Regions from separate parts of the Mus musculus genome. Here regions 1 and 3 are each linked to region 2. A link is a contact called in public promoter capture Hi-C and targeted proximity ligation data. All regions are on one chromosome and are shown on one strand. The core of a region is the stretch at or near the end of the contact, and the rest is flanking DNA. Distances in the headings are between cores, read along the strand shown. Region 1 holds the start of Scgb1a1 (secretoglobin, family 1A, member 1 (uteroglobin)). Region 2 holds the start of Hnrnpul2 (heterogeneous nuclear ribonucleoprotein U-like 2). Region 3 has its middle 7.8 kb from the start of Gm41805.

What was found. Capture Hi-C pulls out chosen DNA fragments and counts their contacts.
Region 1: a promoter capture Hi-C map of liver shows a contact between it and region 2. A contact is called at or near these places in 13 of 39 promoter capture datasets (the C10 cell line, the HPC-7 cell line, cranial neural crest and 9 more), 6 of 484 Hi-C or Micro-C datasets (the G1E-ER4 cell line, bone marrow-derived macrophages, embryonic stem cells and 1 more), 41 of 130 datasets of targeted methods (the 230-238 cell line, CD8 T cells, the NIH/3T3 cell line and 24 more) and 3 of 9 other capture datasets (adipose tissue, liver and pancreatic islet).
Region 3: a contact with region 2 is called in a targeted proximity ligation map of extraembryonic endoderm stem cells. A contact is called at or near these places in 6 of 39 promoter capture datasets (3T3-L1-derived adipocytes, the C10 cell line, the HPC-7 cell line and 3 more), 1 of 484 Hi-C or Micro-C datasets (bone marrow-derived macrophages), 29 of 130 datasets of targeted methods (the 230-238 cell line, the HPC-7 cell line, the NIH/3T3 cell line and 19 more) and 2 of 9 other capture datasets (adipose tissue and liver).

Annotation. Positions count from the first base shown.
Region 1 is chr19:9,086,416-9,090,036 of GRCm38.p6, reverse strand. Scgb1a1 (secretoglobin, family 1A, member 1 (uteroglobin)) reads left to right here and starts at 2,081. Exons shown (of 3, transcript NM_011681.2): 1 at 2,081-2,190. The coding sequence starts at 2,136.
Region 2 is chr19:8,817,765-8,821,287 of GRCm38.p6, reverse strand. Hnrnpul2 (heterogeneous nuclear ribonucleoprotein U-like 2) reads right to left here and starts at 1,887. Exons shown (of 14, transcript NM_001081196.1): 1 at 475-1,887. The coding sequence starts at 1,006. It overlaps Ttc9c (tetratricopeptide repeat domain 9C), which reads left to right and starts at 1,994. Exons shown (of 4, transcript NM_027412.3): 1 at 1,994-2,267; 2 at 2,604-2,852. The coding sequence starts at 2,615.
Region 3 is chr19:9,105,843-9,109,387 of GRCm38.p6, reverse strand. No RefSeq gene overlaps it. Among named protein-coding and RNA genes, the nearest start is that of Gm41805, 7.8 kb to the right of the region's middle.

The DNA.
Region 1 (3,621 bases), core at 832-3,331, 270 kb before region 2:
TCATTCATTCATTCATTCATTCATTCATTCATTCATTTAGGTTTGGCTTGGTTTGGTTTTAGTTTTGTTTGTTTGTTTGTTTTGTTTTGTTTTAAAGACAGGGTTTCTCTCTGTAGCCCTGGCTATCCTAAAACTTTCTTCCTTCCTTCCTTCCTTCCTTCCTTCCTTCCTTCCTTCCTTCCTTCCTCCCTCCCTCCCTCCCTTCCTTCCTTCCTTTCTTTAAGTTTGGTTTTTTGGTTGTTTTTTTTTTTTCAAGATAGGGTTTCTCTATGTAGCCCTGGCTGTCCTGAAACTTTCTTCCATCTTTCCTTCCTTCCTTCCTTCCTTCCTTCCTTCCTTCCTTCCTTTAAGTTTGGTTTGGGGTTTTGGTGGTTTTTTTTTCATGGCAGGGTTTCTCTGTGTAGACCTGGCTGCCCTGGAACTCATTCTATAGCCAGGTTGGCCTTGAACTCAGAAATCTGCCTGCCTCTGCCTCCTGAGTGCTAGAATTAAAGGCGTGTGCCACCACAGCTGGCACTACATTCATTTTAAAGGCTCTTGTCTTTAAAATGACACTCATACTATTCTGTACACAGCCACTGGGCTGTATCACTAAGTGGCCATGACACAGGTCCAGGAAGGTTTCACTATTTAAAAGTTGGTTTGGAATTTGGAAATGGGAAAATATGTAAGGACAATCTCACTCTAGGACTCAAAGACAGAGATAAAATGTTCCTTACAAACCTATTCTGGGGGAACAACAGCATCAGAACTCTTTCTATATCAGCCTCTGCACTAGGGTCAGGCCAGAGACACAGAAATGAGCTAAGCCTACAATGAGAACGGAGGAACCATGGGAATGTGCATCCTTAGGGCCCAGGGCCACTAGGAAAAGGCAACCCAAATGCCAGGACTTTAAATCCCCTTCCTGTTGTGTCATTAGATGCAAACAGCCCTGGAAAGGATGTGACCATAAGCAAGGCAAGGTTCTGTAGCGGGGGCAGATCCTGAAGTTACTAGAAGCTGAACGTTCTAGGCTGACCATGCTTCTCACAGTCACTAGATAGGATGCTCATGAAATGAACTCTTGAAATGCCTCTCCAGGTCTTCCCCAATTTCCAGTCCCACCAGCACCATAGTAGGGACTGGGCATCTATTGTCTGGGTGGATGGATGAACATTTGAGACAACCTGGAAGTTTGAATAGGATTTGTGGAAATGGAGAAGGTGTTGGTCCTAAGACACAAGAGCACTGAAGAAGTAAGAGTTAACACTAAACATGGCCAAGAGAAGCAAGGAGACTAAGGTAAGGCCTGGGAATGGCTAACACTTGAGAACTGTCAACATCGTGAAAGAATAAGAAAGAATGACCAAGGAAAGAAAACAGGAAAGAGCTAAGCGTGGGAGAGTCCTGGAGAGAATGGAGCAAGAAGGGGGAGGTTATAGGGTAAAGGCCAGGGAGAGGTCAGGTCAGATGAAGACTGATGGTGCTTTCAATTGGCAGGACTCAAGGGCTGCTCTGCGTAGGAACAGGCCAAGCCTGCCTGATCTAGGCCCTGGGTCTCTGATGTGTACTATGGAGAAGTCTTTCTATGTTCACGTCTACTGTATGTAGGATCGAGCCTGTCTAACAATGCCCAAGAATCGAGTGACCTTGTGGCTTGAAGTCTAGCCACGTTCGTTGGAGGGAGGCAATAGAAGGAGTCTAGTGACATCTCAGAGTCCTGTGTCTTTGTCCTTCCCTGTGATTCCTGAAGGGTCTCCGGCCTCTGGTTCTCCAGGGTTGGCAAGTCTACAGTTGCTTCCTGGAACCTGGAGTGCTCAGTGCTTGACTTCCAAGAGAGGACACAGTTGTCTTCTACAGTTCCACGACCTCTGACTTGGGTCCTCCACTGCCTGAATACTCCACAAGTGGCCTATTGTGTGAGTGAGCTCAGTTTCAATGGGAACAGAAACTGGGTTTATGAAAAGAGATTATTTGCTTATTCCACGGAGAAGATGACCAAGTAAATAATGCAATCTCCTAAGTGGAGCGCAATCACTGCCCTCTACCTCTTGTGGGCTGCAAGGAACATATAAAAAGCCACACACCCACACATACCCACACATTACAACATCACCCCACATCTACAGACACCAAAGCCTCCAACCTCTACCATGAAGATCGCCATCACAATCACTGTGGTCATGCTGTCCATCTGCTGCAGCTCAGGTGAGTGCCCAGGGTCTCTTTCCCAAGGTCAGGAGGAAGTGGCCAGTCCCTCTGTGGCTGCCTGGAAGGCCTGAATATGCTGACTCTCAGAAGCATTGCGTCTGATAATCGACGTTATTTTGTGATCTTGTGGAAAGCCTTGAACTTCTGCACTCCAGAGACTAGGGAAGCCTTGTGGGGACGCTGGAGAGAGCCCATCTAGACCAGCACATCTGTCCAAAACTGGACTAGGAATAAGGAGCCCTTTGAAGCCTGGACTAGGACTGGATTAAGATGCTAAGAGATTTTGATACAGTCACCAGGTTGAGGGGTGGTGGATTCCCACCCAACTCTGACATTTAGTCTGGCAGAAGAAGTACAGAGACTCATGTCCTCAAACCCAAGGCAGGGTCTCTTGTTTTGGTAGGAGAGAAATATTCCAGAAAAAGATCTTCCCTTTGGAAAACTGCCAACTTTGGGTGTAGTTTTCTAAACATTCTGTCCTCTGGAAAAAGAATTAAAGGTCTCTGGATAGTTGTTGCTATCACTGTGCAGAAAGGAATGGGAAATGAGAGAGAGGGAGGGAAGGATGGGTGGACAGAGAGAGGGAGGGAAGGATGGATGGACAGAGAGAGGGAGGGAAGGATGGATGGACAGAGAGAGGGAAGGAAAGATGGATGGACAGAGAGAGGGAGGGGAGGATAGATGGACAGAGAGAGGGAGGGAAGGATGGATGGACAGAGAGAGGGAGGGAAGGATAGATGGACAGAGAAAGGAAGGGGAGGATGGATGGACAGAGAGAGGGAGGGAAGGATGGATGGACAGAGAGAGGGAGGGAAGGAGGCATAGAGGGAGGATGGCTCAATCTATCACCGTCCGGGCATCTTGTGCTTTGAGAACAGAGTTGGGAAAACAATTCTCTCATTAGCTTCTCCCACTCCCTCCTGATAGTGCTGTATTATTTTTCTAAAAACAAACCCTAAATAATGTACTTGAAAAGGTTCATAATACCTGTGAATACAGGTTTTATAAACCAAGGAGACTGAGCCCCCAACCAAGAGGCAGTGGAAGCAGCTGTTTAATCAAGCATTTTTTTTTAATTTGTTCTCAGGGGGAAAGATATCATTTTGAATTAAAATGTTTATTAATTAGATAGCAATACTGTGCATAGAGGAGCTCAGCAAAACAGAGCTAAAACATGTGAAGTGGTGGACTGGTAAGATATTTGCATATCGGTGTGCTCTTGGATTTAAAAACTGTGATAGTAAAACTCGTTAATGCCACTTACAATGTGGTAGTCACTGTCCTCAGCCATTTTACATACTATCCCTTTCATTTTCGAAACAATCCAACGAAGTAGTGATATTGTTCCCATTTTGAAGTTTAGGAAACTGCCGGGTGATATTATAGAAAGGGTTCAAGTTGGAGTGACCATACTTTTGGCTTTGAGGC
Region 2 (3,523 bases), core at 638-3,137:
CAGAGCAGCATTTCACGGACTGTTTTTTGCTTAACATTTTTAAGGTAAGGAACGAACTGTCAGGCCTTAGCTTCCAACTGGTCTCGGGAGAGCGCCAATTTTTCAGCATATTTGCGGCTAAAGGTATTCTGCTAAAGAGGGGTGGGCACCAGAAGACTGATCCACAGGTAGCTCGAAAGCCACACACACACACACACACACACACACACACACTTCCATCCACTAACACCAAGGAACCACGTTAGGCAGGAACCTCCCTCCTGCAAACAGTGTAAAGACAAGACGCCCAAACCTTCAAAAAGATGGACAGCGGATGAAAGCCACCTTCCCAGGAGAATCTCATCAAAAAGCCACTAGAACAGTGCACTTTCGGGCAAGTGGAAACAAGGAATCAGATAGCGCGGTGCAGGGTGGGGTGCTGGATCGGAGACGCACCCGGCAGGTTGAAGCCCGGCTTGGCTGCCAGTTCCTCACCTTGTTCCTCTACGGCCTTGTCACCCGGTGCCTCGGATCCCGGAGTCTCGTCTCCGCTCCGTTCCTCCGGCCCGTCTTCCTCCCCCTTGCCGTTGTCATGCTCTTCGCCACCATTTACCCCACCTGACCCAGCCGTGGCCTCCGCCGGTGTGTCGGAAGCTTCGGACTCGGCCTCCATGGCTGACGTCTCCGGGGGCTCCGGAGGCGGCTGCGCGGCCTGGCCCAAAGCCTGAGCAGGTGGTGGTTCCTCGTCTTCGTCCTCAAGCAGCGCCTCCTCGTCCTCCTCCTCGTCGTCGTCCTCCTCCTCCTCGTCCCCGCCCGGGCCTCCGCCCGACGCGGCCACAGGCCGAGGCTCCGCCTTGCAGGCCCCACCGGGCCCGGCCCCACCAACGCCGGCCTCGTCCTCCAGCATCTCAGCATCCAGTGCCTCCTGAAGACGCTGCGCCAGATCCATTTTGAGGCCGCGCGAATCCAGGCCCCGCCGCTGAAGCTCCGACCGCAGCTCGGTCACTTTCAGCCGCTTCACCTCCATCGCCGCCGTCGCCTCCTCCGCCTCCCGCCGCCTCCTCCCCTGCGAACTGTCGACCGAGCCCGACCGCGCAGGCGCCGCCGCCGCCCGCCTCCGCCTCCCGCGCCAGCACTGAGCCCGCGCTAGCAAGCGCACGCACACAGAGGCAGAGGCCGCGCTGTCTTCGCGGCGTGTTTATGTCGCCTTCCTCCTGCCCTGCCCCTTTCGGCTCACTGAGCGCAAAACAAGACGGCGAGGAGCAGCTTCCGACACACTCTGTACTCGACCGCGGGGGAGTGCGCGCCGAGGACGACGGAGTTCCCTCACTTCCCCTCCCTCCTCTCAGAGATCCGGGCCAATCAGCGCAAGCGGCCTAACCGCGCAGCCGCACAGGGGCCTGAGTCGGGCAAGGCTGGCTGCGGCTCAAGTGCCTCGTAGCACGGAAGCGTGAGCGCGCTCCTCTTTCCGTACTTCAGTCGTAGGCTCTGCGCAGTCGCGCCGGAGTCCCGCCCATCTCAGGTCTCTTACTTCCTGCCCGCTCCCAATTACCGGAGCACCCTAGGGCTTACTCGATGTCCTCTCTTGCTTATTCTTTGACTGTAACTTCTGAGACTAGTAACCGAAGCCAAGCTGGAAGGATGGGTGGTGCAGGGTTTTCGTAGCCAGGAGGGAAAGGCCTTTCCAGCATCAAGGGAGAGAGAGAGAGGGAGAGAGCAATGCCGGGACCTCTTTCTGTGCTTAAACATCTACCCAGCAACAGAGGCGCCAACCCCACCCCTTCCTTCTCTCGTTGGCCAGCTTGAATCGTAGTCTGTTGCTCTGATTGGTCCTCCGATATCGTGCGGCTTTTTTTCCTATTGGAGAAGTGGCCGGGAATTTTTTTTTTCCGGGTTGGTCCGCTGGGGAGGCGGGGCCGGTTCTGCGGGATTACTTTTCTAGACTCCTTTCTGATTGGGTGGCATGACGCAATGCGCGTGCCCCGTTAGAGGCTAAACTGCTGGCAGGTCTGGTCTCTTCCTCTCTGTGCTCCTGCAACTTAAACCGAATTCCTGGAGGAGTCTTCCGGCTTGGGCCTCCGCTGTGGTGCGGTTGTTGGGCACAATGCTTCCGGCCTCTTGTGCCTCACTTGTGGACTGGAGACTCAGGCCTCACTCACTTCGGTTCCTCAATTAACAGCAGAACCATCAACAAATGTTTGTTGGATAAGGACAAATAAAGAGATTGGAAAGGAGCGAAGCCTTTTTGACTTGTTTCACTTGTTCCCGCCTACTCCATCTTCTTCCAGGTCAGGGGGTGTGCCTCAGAGAAAGAAGGAAACGAATTTTGCGGGCGGTCACACACTTGGAACGTTTAGTCGGGCCTTTGGATTTCCCTAGTGTCTGTAATCACGCCGGGATCTCTTCTAATGGAACTCATTTGGTCAATGGCCTCACTATCCTCACATCATTCCTTTTTTTAGTTTGCGGTACTTCTGGAAACTGAAAACTAGCACAGGAGAATAGATGGGACTAGTAAAAACAGCAAAACCCACATCCCTGCGAGCTTCTTGCTTACGAAATCGATGCTCTAATCATTTATTTTGATCCCATTCTACTGCTTCAGTTTCTCTTTCATTTAACAGTTCCAACAGTCATGGAGAAGCGCCTTCAGGAGGCTCAGGTATACAAGGAGGAAGGAAACCAGCGCTACCGGGAAGGAAAGTACCGAGATGCTGTGAGTAGGTACCATCGAGCTCTTCTTCAGCTGCGGGGTCTGGACCCAAGTCTGCCTTCCCCTCTTTCTAGTCTGGGACCTCAGGGCCCAGCTCTCACACCGGAGCAAGAAAACATACTGCACACCATCCAGACCCACTGCTACAACAACCTAGCTGGTAAGTATGGGACGAGCGTGGGCAGAGAATCAAGACCGCAGGGCCGGGCAGTGGTGGAGCATGACTTTAATCCCACTACTCAGGAGGTAGAGGCAGTTCAAATACAGAGTGAGTTCCAGGACAGTCAGGGCTACACAGAGAAACCCTGTATCAAAAAGCAAAACAAACAAAAAAGATAGAATCATCAAGCCCTGTGAACATTGGAAGATGTTCTTTTTCACTGCCACCTGGCTATTTAGCAGTCGATTGAAACCTGTTTCCAATTTGTAGAGTATTCTAAAAGCAAGCGGGATTTCACAAACCTCACCTGAAACTACTTCCTGGGCTCTAAAGCCCAGATATCTTGATTTGGTGGACCTAGAATGGGTTTATTTCGAAGAATGATGCTAACACCTGTAATTGCAGCACTGGAGAAGTCCAAGTAGAAAAATGGCTTCAAGTTTGAGAGCCAGACTAGCCTGTGATGTGTGCTAATACCCTAATTCAAACAAGTAAGAATTAACTGTATCCCGTCGTGGTGGCGCAAGCCTTTAATCCCAGCACTTGGGAGGCAGAGGCAGGCGGATTTCTGAGTTCGAGGCCAGCCTGGTCTACAAAGTGAGTTCCAGGACAGCCAAGGCTACACAGAGAAACCCTGTCTCAAAAAAACAAACAAAATAAAAAACAAAACA
Region 3 (3,545 bases), core at 823-3,322, 290 kb before region 2:
CATGTTAAATGTGTTTATGTCAACTTCCCCATTCACAAGTCCTGTGGCCCCCAGCCAGATGTCATCCAGATCTAGGGGCAGCCCAAAAGCATTCTGGGTCAGAGGTTGGGAAAACCAACATATCCTAATAACTTTATCCTTCAAATTCTGCTTTTCATCAACCCAATATTAAAATGAAATTGGGTTTTCAGAACCAAAGCTCCTGACTTCTGTACAGAGTCTAGAAAGTAACATGATTAGATTGATAAATAAAACAAGTGTGGATGAGAACTTAACATCATCTCAGATTTAACATCTACTATGCTCTTACCGGCACTTTGTAGATTCTATACAGAACTCAGGAACTTGGGTTCTGAGGTTATAATTTGGTGCCAAGAAGAAAAGAGGTTGGAGGCAGGTACAATGACACACAGCTATATTCCCAGCACTTGGTAAAGCAGGAGGCTCTGGAGTTTCAGGGGTGACCTCAGCCATATAAGGAGTTTGAGGCCAGCCTGGGCTATATGAGACCCTGTCAAATAAAAACAATAGTTTGAGTCTTCTCATCCTAGAAGGCTCAATAGTCACCACTTAGTACCTAGGGCAGGTCCCCAATGCTTTTTTTTTATGCAGGGTGATCTGTCTGCCTGCATATCTACATGCCAGAAGAGGGCATCGGCTCCCTTTATAGATGGTCATAGGCCACCACTATCTGGTTGCTGAGAATTGAACTCAGGACCTCTGGAAGGATTTTTAATTATTTTTCTTTTAATATAAGGAGTGCTCTGTCTGCATGTATACCTACATGCCAGAAGGGGACAGGTCCTGGATTCTCAAAGGTCAGCAGTCTTTCATTAAGTATTTTTAAGAGAAAAATGACCTGCAACAAAGTAGCTGCTTGAAAAATGGCTCAGAGGGGAAAAGCTTGATGTTCAAGCAAGAAGTCCTGAGTTCTTATCTCTCCGGCACCTGTGTAAAAAAAATCCATGGGTTGTGTTACAGACATGTAATGCCAAACCTGGGAAGCAGAAACAAAAAAGGTCCCAAGGGCCTCTGGCAACCAGTCTAGCCAAAATGTCAATCTCTGTGTTCAATGAGAGACCCTGCCTCAAAAATCAAGATGGAAAGTAATAGGGAAGGGTCCTCAGCATCGACCTACACACTTATCCTACAGTTCTCCCAAAATGAGACCAGACATGCTAAAGTGTGTGTGTGTGTGTGTGTGTGTGTGTGTGTAACTTTTTAAAACTTGTATGTGTTTGAATGGTTTGCAAGTGTGTATGTATTCACATCACATGTGCCTGCTGCCCACATGAGTCAGAAAAGAATTTTAGTTACACCATTTTGGAGGGGCCCTGGAAACTGAACCCAGATTTTCTGCAAGAGAAGCCTGTGCTCTTAACCACTGAGCCATCTTTCCAGCCCCATGAAACTCTCTTAGTCAATATTCTCTACCTTTCCATGTCAGTAAACTGTCATATAATATTCTGTCCTCATTCAACTATGCCCATCTTTCCTTACAATGGGGCTATCTATTTTCACCACCTTTCTTTTCTAGGGTGACAGACGTGTATAGAATCCTGTGCCCGTGGTGTGATACTTTCTCCACTGGTCAGGTTCCTCAGATGGTTGGGAGAGATTCGTGACTGAAGACCACAGCCCAGGGATACTTGCTGGCTGTGTGCCAAGTAGACTATTGCCAATAGACATGCCAGCTCCTGAGCATTTCTGGACCGTGACCTAAACCTGAGCAACACTGGGCCATGACATGGGCCCTAGGCAGAAGACTGGACAGGGAACTATGGGCTGTGCCAAAGCACAGGCCCCACCCAGAGTTTGGCTAGGGTGAGAAGAGCAGGTGAGACTAGGTTCACCCTGTGCTGCTCACAGGAAAGGGCTTGCCCACCCCCTTCCTGCCCAGGTCACTTCCCCTCCTACAAAGGGTCTGTTTGTTGTTCTTCCTAACTCCTCTTACCTCCAACCTTTCCCAGGGCCCCCCTCTTCCCAACACAATAGCCAGGCCACCCCAGTGTATCAAAGTCAAAGGGCATTTTCAGAAGTGTTTACAAACCAGTGCAGCTGTACACCTCTCACTGCAAACCCAAGAGTATTTACCTTGGGCTAAGGATCTGTGGTTCTGCTGACCTTCCAGTACAGCCTAGCACTCCCTGCCCCATGCAGATCCCCAGGGACTGGAACTTCTGAACCCCCGGCCTTCCAGTCAGAAACCAAGTATTTAATCTTAAAAGCAAGAAAGAAGAGGGCCAAGTTTTCCTTCCTCCGGGCTTGTCCAGGCCCCTCCTCTGCACCCACTGAGTGAGGTGTGGGCCCCACATACCTTTGGGCTGACTTCATCCTGATCCAGCCTGTCTGTCCTGAGCCTCCCCAGTCCTGGCCATTTCATCTTTATCTCTAACATAGATCATGCAGATATCACACCACAGATGCCTCATGACTAAAACGTGTGCTACTTTCCCAAGCCCTTTCCCACCCTGTCCCTGTGGTAGTACAAATTCCAACATATTTGCTGTCTGCTCTCAACATATTTGTTGTTCTACCCAGAAAGGGTCGGGACCTTGGGTGGGGCACTGTCACTTGGGTAAAGCCACCTCTTCCTGCCCCCATCTCTGCCTCCAGGTTCCCAACAGAGTTGGAACTTGAAAATGTGCTGCAGAAACTGGCTGCTTGGCCTGTGGGGGCAGTTCCTCTGCTTTCAAACTTGCAGAGGAATAGACCCATGTCCTGACCAACTTTTCAGTGGACCCCTGGCAAGGGCTTCACTGTGTTTGACAAAAGTGATGTCAGCCCTGGTTCCTATCTATAACCACCATGGCTATTGCTCTACCACCTCCCCACATGGCCAGCCCCAGCCCCAGCCCCAGCCTCCACAGGGACGTCCATGCCAGGGAAGGGGCCAGTGCAAAACAACCCAGCCGCTCTAACACTCAGCAGACATCCTGCGCCTCACCAGGGCAATTCTCAGAACACTGTGCAGTCAGCCTCAGGAGAGCTGCCTAGCTCAGAGGCCTGGCACACACGGGACCAGACCTTCAGACCCTTTAGTGCTGTTAGGGCTCTGAGGCTGCACCACACACAAGCCAGCTTCTGAGTCCACCTCTGTTTCAAGGCTTCCTGGGAGTCACATGGGAGGCAGCTGTGTCCAAGCCTCAGAGAAGCAGCCTGAGGAATGAGGAAACCCCACCTTCTTTCTTGGAATCTGTGCTTCTCAGCCGGTCTGTCACTAGACCTCCCAGGATCCTCACTCTGAAAGACCGAAGACTGGTAGTACCCTCTCCAGTGCTGTAATGGCCAATTACTTACTGCATGGGAAATCCCTAGATACCACGCAGCATGTGTTAGTCATTATTATATATTATCATCCCAAACCACACCAACCAGACCACCCTTTGTTTTCCAATCCCCTTCCATGCTTCAAGGTTATCAGCCTGCATCTTTACCATGGGCCGCTGGCTGTGTAGTGTGGTCCAGAACTCAGAAGGCTGAGGCAGGGAGGCTCAGGCCATCCTCAAGTACAGAGTAAGAATCGCGTCTATATAGACAAACAA